Linked DNA regions of Pan troglodytes: region 1 is linked to region 2. Evidence: chromatin contacts called from public HiChIP or PLAC-seq data. All regions are on one chromosome and are shown on one strand. Each heading gives the region's core, a stretch centred on a gene start, on an enhancer-like site or on the middle of the called end of the contact. The rest is flanking DNA. Distances are from core to core; before and after follow the strand shown. Region 1 holds the start of PLEKHG3 (pleckstrin homology and RhoGEF domain containing G3). Region 2 holds the start of ZBTB25 (zinc finger and BTB domain containing 25).

Evidence for each region. HiChIP or PLAC-seq counts read pairs in DNA pulled down with a chosen protein or histone mark.
Region 1: an H3K4me3 HiChIP or PLAC-seq map of stem cell-derived excitatory neurons shows a contact between it and region 2, with 2.3 times the contacts expected there. The contact joins the promoter of PLEKHG3 here to the promoter of ZBTB25 in region 2. A contact is called at or near these places in 1 of 7 Hi-C or Micro-C datasets (stem cell-derived neural progenitor cells) and 1 of 1 datasets of contacts at active chromatin or transcription factors (stem cell-derived excitatory neurons).

What each region holds. Positions count from the first base shown.
Region 1 is chr15:62,681,920-62,684,619 of NHGRI_mPanTro3-v2.0_pri, forward strand. PLEKHG3 (pleckstrin homology and RhoGEF domain containing G3) reads left to right here and starts at 1,351. Exons shown (of 19, transcript XM_016926228.3): 1 at 1,351-1,685.
Region 2 is chr15:62,482,410-62,485,109 of NHGRI_mPanTro3-v2.0_pri, forward strand. It overlaps ZBTB25 (zinc finger and BTB domain containing 25), which reads right to left and starts at 1,375. Exons shown (of 4, transcript XM_016926220.4): 1 at 633-1,375. The coding sequence starts at 1,375. ZBTB1 (zinc finger and BTB domain containing 1) reads left to right here and starts at 918. Exons shown (of 4, transcript XM_063793535.1): 1 at 918-1,055.

The sequences.
Region 1 (2,700 bases), core at 101-2,600, 200 kb after region 2:
AGTCCTGGAAGGCCAGAAGGGGGACTTGTCACTTCTCCCCTGGCCGGCGGGGTCTAGCGGAGCCCCAACTAAGTTGATCTATTTCCGAGCCCCTCTTCTGCAATCTCTGCTCTCACCTTCACGGTCCGCGAGTCTGGGGCTCTGCAAGCCTCCAACACACCCTCCCTCCCTAAGGAATGTGGGCCCCGCTTTCTGGGCCTGCCAGACCGAGCGCCTACCGCTTCCTCCGCAGGCAGGAGCCGGGACGCTGCCTTCACCCCACCCTCCGCCAGGATCCAGTTTCAAAGTCACCTGAAAGCCATTTCCTTCCGCGCCTGCCCCGCCTCTCCCCTCCCAGTAGATCACCTGGAGCTTGCATTTGCCCAGAGCAGCATTTTGGGGCGGGCGCTTGTTTTGTTTTAAATGATACCTCTAGAAATCGTTTGCTGTACACCTGGATAACAAATATACCCCGTGGTTCTGATATCAGCGTCCTATTCCTCCTCCCAAGGAACTAGTGATAGCGTCTAACCAGTGGGCGTTGTTCCTCTTCCGGAGCCCCACTCTGGGCTTCCCTCCTCCGGGCTTGTTGTTCTTCAGGATCTTTACTGATGAATTATTATGGGTTTTTGGATTTATGCTCTTGCTCAAAATGTATTGAATGTCTCTGTCCCCCATCCTCACCCCTTGCCCCCCAGTTTCCAGGTGTGTACCTTTCCATGCATACACGGTCATATACAGAGACATAAAGACAAACGGTTCTCTTTGTTTTATAAAAACGGGGTCCTCTATCATCCAGGTTTCTGTGTTTTATTTTTCCTATTTAACAGTTCCTTGTGGAGTTGCCTTCACGTTGTCTCCTTTATCTCTTTCCCGTCAGCTTCTCAGAGGTCTGCATTCACCACTGTAAAGCGTCACAGGGACCGAGTTATGGTGAGGAATTCAAGACGTGCCTTTCTGACTTGGAAAAGCGGACACGGCCGGCTCTGGTAGGATTAGGACCCCCAGATCCGATCCCAGCTGGTCACTCACTTGGGAAAGCCCTCAGCCCCCTTCGCAGGGCCCGGTGTTCCCTGTCCATACAAGGGGTACGTTCTGGCAGTCCATGCTGTCTCGGGAGGCGGTGATAGCAGGTCTGTGACACCAGGGTGACCCCACCACGTGCGTCTTGGTATCCTAGAGCATCTAGGCTGCCCGGGGGTGCGCGCTCATCACCCTGCGGGCGTTAATCGTTAACCGCGCCCAGGCCTCGCCGCCGCCGCAGCCTTACCCCGGCTCTGGCTCGCCGCGCCGCGAAGGTTCCCCCGGCCCCCGCAGAGCCGCCAATTGCTGGACTGCAGCCGCGGGCTGGAGTCTCCACCCACAGGAAAAATTCCTGGCCCGCCCCTCCCTCGCTCCCTCGCTCCCTCGCTCCCTCGCTCCCTCGCTCCCTCGCTCCCTCGCTCCCTCCTGCCCTCCCGCTGCAGCTCCGGCTCCGCTCGACTTCCTGCCGGGCGCTGGCAAGCCGCGCGCTGCCTGGGGTCTCCGGGGGCCGCGCTTGCAGCTGGCCGAGTCCGGGCCGGCTGAGGGGCTGGCGGTGGGCGGGAGCGGTCGGCGGCCTCGGCCCCTTCAGAGAGCGACTTTCAAACTCGCGCCCGCGTCGCGGCAGCACCTGGGCAGCCCCGCACGCCGTGCGCGTCCCGAGCCCGCGGGGCAGCTACCGCTCGGTGAGTGTCCCCTGATTCTCCTCTCTCCCCTCTTATCTCCCTGCATTCGGCTGAGCGGCGGTGCCGGCAGTCACACTGGGGCCCCAGTCCCTTCGCGGCCCCCGTGCCAGCCCCCTGCGGGGTGAGGACCGGGGCGACCGAGGAGGGCCTGGGACTGTGTTGGCTGCTTCCCGGGCCACCCTGCCGCAGAGTGCGCGAGCGCAGGAGGGTCGTATGGGGAGACTTTTTCTGTCTTTTTTTTCCCTCCACTCCGGAAACAAAAGGGGCAAATGCGCCGGGCGGCTCCAGAGAGGCTCAGTTTGAAATCCAGGAAGCCCGCGAGGCCGCGCGCGCCCGAGGGCTGGTGTTTGGCTGGAGCTGTGGGCCTGGCGGGTGGACCCTTCTGCGCGAGGACCCGAGCCTCGGCTCCTGCCAGCCCCGGAGGCGCCTGCAGCCTGTTCCGGGTTGGCGCCGCACGGTGCTCGCTGTTGGGAATCTCGGCTACCTGTCCGGCAGGGAGGAGAGTGGGGGCCAGAAGCGGGGAGCGGAAAGCCCGGCCACCAGCTGCCTCGACGTCGTCCACTCCTGAAGTCGGTTTGGTTCTTCGCACCCCTACACCCAGCCCTTTGGTTTGGAAAGCCAGTATAGGGCGTGCAAGCTTAAATTTTTAAGGCGTTAAATAGCTACTTTGACTCTTCGGGGCGCCTTTGGAACACAAAAGGAAGAACGGAGGGGAGAATGGAATGGTTGGAGGCTGGAGAGGTGTGGCTTTTGGGGAGAGTGTTGTTAGAGGCCGCGAAAGAGTTTGATCCTCGAGGTCACTCGCTAATCTGTTGGCATATGTAGGTGCCTGTCCCCTGCTCTGGGGGCCCCAGCAGGAGACCCACACTGCGTTCACCTTACGGGGAACCCTGGACTGGGGGTTCCCAGAGTCTCCCCAGCCGTGCCTCTGCACGCAGCCCAGTCACATGGCCCTTGCTCAAGAAATAATAAGCAGGGAGGGCAATGACAGTCCGGAGCGGGGGAGGGCCTCCCC
Region 2 (2,700 bases), core at 125-2,624:
CCAGGTACTACGTTGTGCTATGCGCTGCCTCCGCAACTGGTAACACCTGATTACTCCAAATACTGAGTGCCAGAGAAGACGGTGATAAGATGGGTCAAGCTTCAAAAAGAAAAACCGGATTTGCTTAGAACAAGATAAACATAATTTGAAGATAGAAAAGGGGGGGATGTCTTCTTGCCCTAGAAACGAGGTAATCACAAGCTGGGAGTGGAAACAGTAGCCGCAGCGTCCTCCCAGCATCTGGAAAGTCGCCCGCTCGTAAGAGGGGTCGGCGCTACCCGAGGGAGGCCGCAGGCCTACTGGGGTTTCCTGCTGGGGGTCGCACCCGGACCCGCGGCCGGGACGGCTCTGCACCTTCGCGGCACCCCGTGTGCCACCCTGAATCAGGCCCCGGCAGCCGCTCCTACGAGCAGCAAAGGGTGGTTCTGGGTATTGTCGGCCCAGCGCTCACTCGCGGATGTATTTTCCTCCTGTGCCCTGCCTGACATCTCAATCGGACCAAAAACACCCCTCTCCCCAGCTACTTGCATCTGTCCCGCGACTGGTGCAGCTGCAGGCCGCCGCCCTGGGTGGCTCGCGGCGGGAGGGACTGAGCCCGGGGCAGCCCACAGGGGCAGGACCGCGTCGCTTACCCAGATGCCGCCGCGGCGGCAGGCCGACTCCTCCGTGCAGGAGGGGCGGGCTCCCAAGCCGCGCACTGCAAGCAGTGGCGCCGGCTCACGCACCCCTCGGCCGCCTCTCGCGCGGCTTCCCGCGCCGGCAGCCCGCGATGGCCCCACGTGACCGCGTGTCTGGTAGCAGGGGAAAGAGGGGCGCCAGCGCCGGGGTGTGCGTGCGTGCGTGCGTGCGTACGTGCGCGCCCTCCCTCCCCAGTGGCCGGGTGGGGGTCGGCCCGCGCTCTGAGTGCCGCCGCCACAGTTCGCAGTTGTGACTCTGTAGGCGGAAGCATAGGGACAAGCCTGAGCGTCACAGGCTCCCCACAAACAACCGCGTGACTCGGGGACTTTCCCCAGGGTGTGCAAAAGCACAGGCACCCCCTCAGTTCTGGGGTGAAGGTGGGGGTGGGGAAGGATGCGCCCGCGTGTTCGCTGGGGAAGGGATGAGGGCGCGGGGCCAGGGAGGCCGAGCCGCGGGAGCCTGGGTGGAGAGGCGGACTGGGCGAGGTGGGGCATGGCGGGGGAAGTGACTCAGGGCCAGAGGCGGCAGGCCCACGGAAGGTGGGGTCGGGGGGGCGCGGGGACTGGGCGACCCTGAACCGACGGGACAGGGCGAGGTTGCCGGAGCACTCGAGGCGGACCGCGAGTGACGGCCCAGCTGCTGGGCCCAACGGGGCAGGGGTCTGACATCTGGACGGAGTGGGAAAGCAGCCTCGCATCCTGCCCTGGGGAGTCGGGAGGAGCCCAGTCCCATCCAGCTGTGCAAACAGGAGGAGGAGGAGGTCCCAAGCCTACCCTTGAGAGGGGCAAGAGGGGTGGTCAAGCCGCCGCCGCCGCGACGGCCCCCGCGGTGCGGGTTGCGCCAGCCTCCTCGGAGCTCGACGCAGAAACTTGTTGCAACAAACAGGCGACCGCGGGTGCCCCTAGCAGCCAGCGGCAGAGTGGGTGGGCGGGCGAGAGGGAGGGGAAGGCTGGCGGACGCCGCAGCGAACTGGTGGGCAGACCCGGAGTCGCCGCGTAAGCGGGGCCGGCTCAGTGCGGTGCGGCAGGCGCGGCTGTGCGGCAGCGGAAGTCCTTTGTTGCAGCACAGTCCCTGGCAGAGCCAGAGTCTCTCCGCGCAGCCCAGCCCGAGCGCCGAGCGCTGCGCGCCGCCGCCACTGCAGCTCGCGGCCCCTTCGCCTCCGCCCGCCTTTCCCGCGGCTGATTTGCCTTAAACTCCCTAAAATCTCCGCAGCTCTGGTTCCTGTTGCGGCCGGTAAGTATTTGCCAGTTGTGGGGCTATTTGCGCAACTTTGGCCCAGGCTGGAGGGCGACGGGCCGCGGGCCTGGCGGAGTGCGGGGCCGGAGCGGCGCCGATCCGTGCGGGGAGCCGGAGCGCGACGGACGCGCTGCGAGGACCCGGTGACGGGCGGCTGCCAGGCCGCCTGCTTGTTGCCGGCGCGTCAGGTCCCGGGCGTGCGGCCTCCCTGAGTCGGAGGCAAAGCCCCTACGGAGACTAGTTCCCAAATTAGTTACCTTCTTTTCTTTCTTTCTCTGCCTTTATTTTTTTCGAGGGGGGAGGGGAGGTGTAGACGGGAGGCGGGAGAACCCGGTTGATTGACGTGCCTAGAGCCCGCTTCTCTCAACTTACAGCTGCGGCTCGGCGGCGGGTGGGAGGGGAAGTGTCCCGGAGCCCGAGGCTGCAGACTTGGGCGCGCTCCGAGGGAGGAGGCGTTAAGATCCGTGCAAATTCTTGCTACGCTGTTTCCCACCCCCTCTCGCCGGCACACACGCTTTTTGTTCAGTAAAAAGTGGAAGGTCTGAGTTTGGGAATTTTAAGTGGAAAAGATCTGTTTCTTGGGAAGGGAGTGCTTTCGCTTGCAGCGGTGGGCGCTTACTAGAAGTTCGGTTAATGTGTTGGATGCAGATCGGGAGTCGTTACTACTAAAGTATGTAGGCAGGGTCTGAGCTCAGCCACCCCACCCAGTCTCCCTTTCTACCTAAGCAACGCGTGTACATGATCTGAAGGGTTGACATGACATTTTCTAAATTGGGCGAATCAGGA